Regions from separate parts of the Mus musculus genome. Here region 2 is linked to region 1. Evidence: chromatin contacts called from public promoter capture Hi-C data. All regions are on one chromosome and are shown on one strand. The core of a region is the stretch at or near the end of the contact, and the rest is flanking DNA. Distances in the headings are between cores, read along the strand shown.

The links. Capture Hi-C pulls out chosen DNA fragments and counts their contacts.
Region 2: a contact with region 1 is called in a promoter capture Hi-C map of liver, with 4 times the contacts expected there. The contact joins the promoter of Exosc8 here to the promoter of Maml3 in region 1. A contact is called at or near these places in 2 of 39 promoter capture datasets (liver and pre-B cells) and 2 of 9 other capture datasets (adipose tissue and liver).

The regions. Positions count from the first base shown.
Region 1 is chr3:52,103,025-52,107,536 of GRCm38.p6, reverse strand. Maml3 (mastermind like transcriptional coactivator 3) reads left to right here and starts at 2,531. Exons shown (of 5, transcript NM_001004176.2): 1 at 2,531-3,858. The coding sequence starts at 3,394.
Region 2 is chr3:54,733,488-54,737,999 of GRCm38.p6, reverse strand. It overlaps Exosc8 (exosome component 8), which reads left to right and starts at 2,636. Exons shown (of 11, transcript NM_027148.3): 1 at 2,636-2,992; 2 at 3,668-3,704; 3 at 3,834-3,897; 4 at 4,269-4,342. The coding sequence starts at 2,976. Alg5 (asparagine-linked glycosylation 5 (dolichyl-phosphate beta-glucosyltransferase)) reads right to left here and starts at 2,461. Exons shown (of 10, transcript NM_025442.3): 1 at 2,351-2,461. The coding sequence starts at 2,416.

The DNA of each region.
Region 1 (4,512 bases), core at 1,282-3,781:
ACTACCATGCGGATCCTGGGAACCAAGGTACTCTGCTGGTGTTTTGAGCCAGCTCTTCTGCCCCTCAGATTAGTTTTCTGGCTGTCACTGAGGAGCACTAATGATTCGGGAGTTTGTACATCGATTAGATGGATTTCAAAAAAGGAAGGCAACTTTAACAAGAGACCCTCTCCTATTAGGTTTTCCCTCTTATAGCCTTTCACCAAGATAAATAATTTGTTCCCCCTTTTCAAAGCCAAATAATTCAGTGGGTATTAAAGATACAGCTCACCATATAGACCCAATTAAATGAAGAGAACTATAGCTACAGATATCTGATACTATGAGGTTAGAAACAGCATCGCTACTAAACAGTAAAGCCAAGAAATGAAGAGGCTTCTTCATGACTAATGCATAAGTGCTCCTTAAGCAGGAAGGTAAATTACTCAAAACAGCTTCAGGAAGTCCCTGAAACTGACCAGATTCACTAGGCTCCTCTCAGCCAGAGTAAATGATAGAAGCTAAGAGTTGCTCTCAGACTTGGGAAAGAAACTGTTAAAAAAAAAAAAAAAAAAAAAACCCAACTCACAAAAACAAAAACACTCAGACAAGCCAAGCTGCAAAGAAGACTGGGATCAGATCAGCTACTCAGAAGCTGCAGAAACCAGCCAAGCTACCTGGAAGAGGTTTAGGTCAACTGAGGCACCTCCAGGAAAGGACCCAGTCCAGCCTGTTGAGTTGCCTGTAGGCTGTGCAGTGTGCTCCGGGTTTCCAGCTCTTGTGAGCTGTCCCCAGGCTGTGGTGGGCTGTGGTGAGGCAGCTGTCTTTGAGTAATTTCTGCTCCAGTAAGGAACCCCTCACCCATATTCCTGTAAGTAACACCAATGAAACTCATTGGTTCTTTAAGTTGGACCTTTGATGGCATCTGTTCTCTGGTCTGTGGTGGGTTCTCTGTCTGGAATGAGTAGGTGTGTGTATCGCACCTCCCCGGGAAAAGTTTTGTCATACAAAAAACAAGGCCCAGCCTTCTTTTATTCCTGGGTACTTTAGAAAACAGGGCTGTGTTTTTACCCCCTCCCCCCCCCAAATCCATTCAAAAAGCCGTTTCATGAACACCCCACCATCGAGGTCTGTAGCCCAGGGACCCCAGAAGTGCTAGCAATTTCTGCCTTTTCATTTTTGCAGACGTCTCTGGGCAATGGTGTAAGACTGAGCCAAGGGTGTTTGAACTTTCTTGTCAGATGTTCTACTCAGTGTCTGGGTAGATAATGTGTGATAATAATTAACAAAACCTGAGATTACTTCTCTGCAGCTACTCCATTTCAATCGTGCTATTGTGAATGTGAATCCATTGAAATAAAAAAATATATCTAGTGGTAAGCTAAGCCTGCCCCCCACACACTTTTTGGCTTGTTTTTGTTTTGGTCACAACAAACTGTGAAATGCTGTGTTTTTTTTTTCTTTCTTTCTTTCTATAGTTCTAAAGCATGAAATCTGCAATCTTTCCACTTGATTTAGGCAGGACCCTTAATTGCTGCCGTCATTAGCACCTAGTGTTCAAAACAGTCTGTTTAAATGTACTGTTAGTCTCACCTCCAAGTCCCTGCTTGCTTGGTTTTATTTTTTTTCAAGGATAAATAAAACAATAATCGTCATAATAACCACAGTCGTTATGTACAGAGAAATAAATAATATCCCAAGGTTTTGTTTTGTTTTGACTGCTTAGTTCTGTTCATTGAGGAATGGGTACTTTGATGAAATTTCCAGGAGGTAAAGGTGACTGACTGCCCCAGATCTTGACAACCTTGGTTCAAACTCAAGTACCCACCTTAGAGGACTCCACAAAGCTGTCTTCTGACTTCTAAGCGTGCGTGGGGTGTGGCACTAGGCACTTCTTCCCAATAAACAAATAAACGTAAGGAAAAAAAATTATTTGAGTTAAAGAGGGTCCTAGAGTTTGAGCAAGAGTTCACTAGCAGGGTCTTCTCTGGGCCTTGAAAACAAGCCACTCGTTTGCCTATTTCATTTCACATGGGTGGGGATGACAGCTGCTGGGAAGCTGCACTGTTTCTGCCTGGTCATGCACATTTCTGCAATATAATGCATAAATGTATAACAACAACTTGGGCTCGCTGGATACCTCGCTGGGCAGAAGGAAACACAGCCAGCCTGGCGCGTCCCCGCGCACTCGCGCGCGCGCACACACACATACACGCGCGCCGCGCGCTCACTTACACACACACACACACACACACACACACACACACACACACACACACACACACACACACACGGGTCAAAAGGTGATCCACTCCTAAGATTCCCCCCAATCTTTGTTTTCCCCCCTCTTCCTGGCAGGTCGGGGCTTCCCAGCCTGGGGAGCAGCTGGATTGGGGAAGGGGAGGGGGTGGGGGGGCAAGGGAGGCGGGAGTCAGGTCGGTGCGCGCCGCGCCCGCTCCCGCCAGGGGAGAGTCCGGGCCGGGTTTTGCACCGGGTCCCCGGGCTTGTCTCACGGCCTCCAGCCGCCGCCGCTGCCGTGTTTACTGAGCTCGCGCGTCCTGATATCACTCCGCTGGCATGGAGGAGGAGGAGGAGGTGGAGGAGCGCGAGGAGGAGGAGGAGGCGGCGGCGGCGGCGAGCAGTTGATCATTGTGATGGTGGCGGAGGCGGCGGCGGCAGCGGCAGCCTGGCCGAGCATTAGTGGCTGCTCTCCGCGCGGCGTTTCGCAAAGGACTCCAGCGATCTACTTTTGCAGTCGCCTCGGACTGTCCATGTGTTTACTTGCCCAGCCCGAGGACTCGATGTCTAGGCTCCTGTGAAATGCAACTGAGCAGCCAAAGTACTTTGAGAACACGGGGCGGCATAAACACCAAAACTTTTTTGTGGAAGGAAAATGCAATAAGCAAGCTCGCCGTTTTCCGATGCGGCGTGGAGTGAGTGTGTGTCGCGCGTGTCCGCACTGGAGGCACACGCTCGTGTGTGTACATGGGGTGTGTTTTTCGGTACGTAGGGAGAAAATGCTTGCCAACCACCGGAAACCTCCTGGAATTTATTAGAAAATAATGGATTATTAAAAGGAGGCAGGCGAGGAGCGGATCTCCCCTTGAGTTGCAAGCCGATCTGCTGCCGGCTCAGTTTGTTGGGATTCTATTTGTTGATAGGTGTCTGATGGTATTCTGATAACACCCCCTTTTTTTCTCCCCTCGATCTTTACAGTTTTTTTAAGGAAAAAAAACACCCCAAAATCTCTTCCCCCTTTTTTCACCCCGTGGGGATCGCTGTTTTTTCATCCATGTGCTTGCGTCTCCCCCGCGTTCCACTTAAACTATTTTAATCCTTGGACCCAAGGAGAAGGCTGATAGGGGGTGGATTAAAAAAAAAAGTTCTTCCAAAATAGTGTGCCCCGGGAGCAGGATGGGGGATTTCGCAGCCCCCGCTGCCGCCGCGAATGGTAGTAGTATCTGCATCAACAGCAGCCTGAGCAGCAGCCTCGGCGGGGCCGGGATCGGCGTGAATACTCCCAATAGCACTCCGGTTGCTCCGAGTGGCAATCACCCCGCTGCCGGCGGCTGCGGCGGCTCCGGGGGCCCCGGCGGCAGCTCGGCGGCCGTCCCCAAGCACAGCACGGTAGTCGAGCGGCTCCGCCAGCGCATCGAGGGCTGCCGGCGGCACCACGTCAACTGCGAGAACAGGTATCAGCAGGCTCAGGTGGAGCAGCTGGAGCTGGAGCGCCGGGACACCGTGAGCCTCTATCAGAGGACCCTGGAGCAGAGAGCCAAGAAATCGGGCGCCGGCAGCGGCAAGCAGCAGCACCCGAGTAAAACCCAGCAAGATGCGGAGGCTGCCTCAGCCGAGCAGAGGAACCATACGCTGATCATGGTGAGGGCTCACTGGGGTGCGCGTTGGGGTCGGGGGCGTGGAGTTCCTGGCTTGGGGGCTGTGAGGGTCTGATTTGCACCGAGGGATGAGGTGGGATGGAGACGAAGGGTTAACGTCAACTTTTCTCAGGGTAAACGCTTTCGCCGCCGCCGCTACCTGTTAATCTGTCAGGGTTGTCAGATTTGGGGAGGAAGGGATGAGAGGGAGAGAAGCCAGTCACGACTCCAAGGGGAGGAGGGAGCTTTAGTGCCAGAGTGAGGTGCAGGAAAAGTTTCCCCCTCCTTGTCTTAGAAATCGATGCGAACCAGAGTGAACCCAGGAGTAGAAACCACGCTGCTCCTCTCCGCGCCCCGCCTTCACCTTTCTCTGTACCACCGCGCCTCCCCAGATAGGTCCCCTTTCGCCCACCCCTCTCATCACATCCGCCGGGTGCAGGGAGAAATTGATGCTGTCGCACATTCTGAGTGGGCGCCAGGCCCTGAACCCTTAGGAGGGGAAGGAAGAGTCCCTGACTTCCTCTCCTTTGGGCTTGGGAAAGTCTGAGAGTTTTGTGAATGAACTTTGAAGTGGGTGAGAAGCGAGTGAGGGTGGCTGCGCGCGCGTACTCGTGGGGGCGCGCGCGGATGCCGGGCGCGCGAGCGCTGCGCTCGTCGC
Region 2 (4,512 bases), core at 1,387-3,886, 2.6 Mb before region 1:
ACCCTTAATTTATATCACTGTTTTCAGTGGTGAACTTTAAAACCAAAGCTCCCCATGTATGCAATTGTACTCATCCTGCTTTGATGACTCTCTCTAGTACCCCACCATGTGTGTACGGGGGAGCAGCCACAATGGAAATTAAGACGAGGGCTCAGTGGTTGAGAGCACCGGCTGCTCTCGCAGAGGACCCAGTTCAGTTCCCTGCACCCAATGTAGCGGCTCTCAACTGACTGCTTGAAAGTACAGCTCCAGGGAACCCAAAGTCTCTCTGGCTTCTAAACTTACGCATACACACATACACACTTAAAAATAATAAAAATAAAAACACAGTATGGCGGCGTGCTCTACTGTCCAGATTGTGACTTCTGAATTCAGTTTTCCAAAGAGCAATCGATTCTCCTAAGAAAACTATTAATCCAGGTCTGGGGTGGGAAGGTGTATTATTAACACAGCATATCATAGAGAAAGCAAATTCCATCTGTACCCACGAGGGCTGCATGAAAGGGAACAGGTACAGGGGGTCACTTGAGGACAAGTAGGTGAGTCACTTGAAGGCATTTCTCAGACCTGTGAAAAAGAAACTTCAGCATCGAAAGAATAATCACTACACTGAATGAAGACAGAAAAATTTACGTCTGTAATAACGCAAAAGTAAAACTGGCCACCCTCTTAAGATGTCAGGGGAAACATCTCATCATTTTTAAAAAATGTGTGCTTTCATATGTGAAAGTGTTTCTGGTGATTGGGTACCTGAGGACTTTTCATTTAAAAAAAAACAAAACAAAACACTCCAAAGCCCATCAAAAAGACACACGTGAACTTAATTAAATCTCAAGATCCTACAAGAAATGTGGAGGGCAAGTTAAAGATGCTTAGGAAGGCGTCTGTGAAATCCATACTGGCGCCAGGTGTGGTGGTGTGCACCTTTAATCCCAGCACTTGGAAGGCAGAGGCAGGCAAATTTCTGAGTTCGAGGCCAGCTTGGTCTACAGAGTGAGTTCCAGGACAGCCAGGGCTACACAGAGAAACCCTATCTCGAAAAAAAACCAAAACCAAAACCAAAAAAAAAATCCACACTGGCAAACTCCATACTGGCAAACTCCGAGTATTTAAATTGACAGGGTATTTGGAAACACAGAAATAACAGGTTTTAAAGACGGTTGGAATTAACTTATTACAGTAAAGTTTTAGAAGGAAGTCCTTATAGAAATAAATGCAGATGATTTAGAGATGAAATGTTATTTGGAATTGTTTTAAATTTATTTTCAAAAGTGGGCGGAGGCCGAGCATGGTGGCGCACGCCTTTAATCCCAGCACTCGGGAGGCAGGCGGATTTCTGAGTTCGAGGCCAGCCTGGTCTACAAAGTGAGTTCCAGGATAGCCAGAGTTATACAGAGAAACCCTGTCTCAAAAAAAAAAAAAAAAAAAAAAAAAAAAAGTGGGCGGAGAGAAAGAATGCCAACAGGCAGATGGAAAGTAGGCTTCAAGATGCAACGCACTGCACACCAAGTGCAACATGCTTGCAGTAAAATAAAGGGTACCTCTACTCGTTCAAGCCAGTGGGATCTAGTACAGTCCACACAGCCTCATCGTGCACACACAGTCAGCTAAGTCTGTATAAAGGATTCAAAGTAAAGTGGCCACAACCCGGAACGTGGCCAACAAAGTTCAGATTTGTTCCAAGCCTTTAAAGAAGGCATTTTAGTGAGAGAGGGCGCCTGGCTTCACCGGACACACAGCGACAGTCATCTGGCTACACCACTCCAAGACTGTGCATGTGCACATGTACATTGGCTAGGTGGCAGAGGCCTTTCTGGCCACCTGTCTCAATACAGGCAAGCTTTTCAGAATCTGCTTTCTGAATGAGTTACAGGCTCCTTTTCAAACTATGTGGCAGAGTTTAGTTGGCAAATATGTCCTCTTCTACATAATCAGAAGGGGTCTGCCACGTTTCTACAGGAATGGCAAAGAAAACGCTAAGGTGCCTGATTCTCAAGCAAAAAAACCCAAAACAAAACAAAAAGACCCCTGGCCAAAATGAATAGAACGCCGTCTGGGCCTATCTTTTGCTGACCCATCGTCCCTAGCCTTATGGATCGGCCGCTCTTTCCAGCTGCAGTGCATATGGGAGCCCCAGGAAGAAGACTGGGGAGTGGCGTGGAGGGGTGACAGGCGGGGGTTCAGAAGCAGGAGCCCCGAAAAGCTGGGCGGAGGCTCTGGGCACTCAAATAGGGTTCCAAAGGGGAACAAAGGTTCAAAGGATTTCAGGGAATCTGAGGCCAAGGGAGCCAAGCACGCGAGGGAAGCGCGGAAGGGACACCCGGAGCACCGGACTCCACCACGGTCTCACCAGAATGAGCGCGGCAGCCGCCAGCGCCACGCCGAGCCCCAGCAGCTGCAGTAGCAGCGTAGCCATCCCGCAGCTCCACACTTGCGGAAGCGCGGTGCGGCGCCGCGCCCCGCCCCAGCCGGCCCCGCAGGAGAGGCCGGCCTAGCCCTCGCCCGCCGCCCGCAGCGCCCCCGCCTGGCCGTGCCCCGCCACGGCAGGAAAGCCGAGGCCTCCCCGCAGCGCCCCCGCGCGGCTCCGCCGAGGACTGCAGGCCGGTCACCGAGTGCGGCAAGTCAAAGCCCTGGACCTGTGCACTGGCTTCACCCCTCGCGCCGTGCAGAGCAGCCATCTAAGGATGCCCGGCGCCGTGGAGGGTTTTAGGGTCACCCCCTTTTCATCTCGTGCGCCTGCGTGTGTGTGGGAGTGTGTTCGTGCACAAGCGCGCGGGCCCGTGGGACCCCGCGAGATTGGCGACTAGCGGGACGCTCGGGGTGGCCGGAGCTGGCGTTAATGCCTCGGGCGCAGGAACACGGTAGCTGCACTTCCCTAACCCAGGATCCCTCCGAGTGCCCTGGGCTGGAGGCACGCCTGGCGACCGGAGGGCGCAGGCGCGGAGGGCTGCGCAGGCGCAGAGCGGGCCGGAAAAATGGCGGCTGGGTTCAAGTGAGTGGCGGCGCGCGCAAAGAGGGCCCGGGTGCGGGTGTGGCGCGCGGCGGCGGGTGGGGGCCCCCCCGAGGACTCGCGGGGCCGCGGGAGGGCTCTGCCCACTCGAGGCGCTGAGGGACACTGCATCCAGGACGGCCCGGACCTCTTAGCCGAGGGCCACGCCGCTCTCCACGCAGGGCCGCCCTCGGAAGGGACTGGGAAAGCGTTGGGCGCGCTCTGGTTAAACCCGGAGCCGCCCACGCGTGCAGCCTGCAAACTCGCGTCTGCGGTGCGTGCACCGTACCTACCTGCAGTCACTTGTGGCCGCGGGTCGGCGAGGAGGCCAAACGTATGTACAATACACTCTTCCGTGGTAAAGTTGTGGATGCTGGCGAGTGTGGTTTATAACGGCGCGAAGTCACGCTAAGGTCCCTGCTTCAGAGCACGAGTGATGTGACTGACACCCAGGTTGACCCTCTTCTGGGTGTGCCAAGGGCCTCTGTTCCTCCTGACTATGGCACAGTTAAGGTCACCGCTGGAAACCGGTTGCTGCTGTGTGGCTTTTATAAATACGGGCCACACAGTTTCAAACGCCTGAGCCTGTCGAGATCACGCCTCAGACACCACACTCTCAAGTTCTGGGTTTCTGCTTTAGGACGCACTGACTGAGACACGTTTTAAACATTGTTTCAGAACTGTGGAGCCGCTGGAGTATTACAGGAGATTTCTGGTGAGTGAAGGTGGTTTTGTACGTTAGAGCTGTGGGTAAAAACACCAAGCTTCGGTTCATTTAAATGAATGAGGCTTAATGCTGCGTACCCGAAATACATCTATGACCCGTTTCCTTATAAACATTTAGAAGGAAAACTGCCGTCCTGATGGAAGAGAACTTGGTGAATTCAGAGCCACAACTGTCAACATAGGTGAAGATAAACTTCCTTTTAGTTGGGTGGGACATCCTTGGTGTCACGTAGTTTTTCAGCCAGCTCTACTATGTCTAACGCAATCGGGTGATGTTAAGAGATTTTTATCATCACACCAACCTTGTAGTTGATCTAAACTTTAGTTCAAATTGGGAGACCGAAGAAAAAGATGAAAAAACGTTAAGTAGTAATATCATTTTCAAGTCACTGACCTGAACCGGTCAAAAGTTTCAGGGGGTGGGTGGGTGGGGGTGGGGGGAGTTTCAGAGGCAAACAAAAAGATTTAAACTACTTTGTAGGAAACTTTGTGGTTATTTTCTTTTTTTTTTTCTTTTTAAAATTTTTTATGAATACCAAGTTTACCTTTCCAGGTTCAATCAGTACAGCGGATGGCTCTGCTCTCGTGAAGCTGGGGAATACCACGGTCATTTGTGGCGTTAAAGCAGTAGGTTTCCTGTATGCCTGTAATGTCTGAATTCCAAGTTAACTGCATGCTTATGAGGTTGTACTTGATCAGGGGCTGGTATTTGGAATGATATTCCCCAAGGTTGGTTTTTGTTTTTTTGTTTTTTACATGTGAGCATCATTAACGCTTTACAAGGTGAGTCCTCAGCA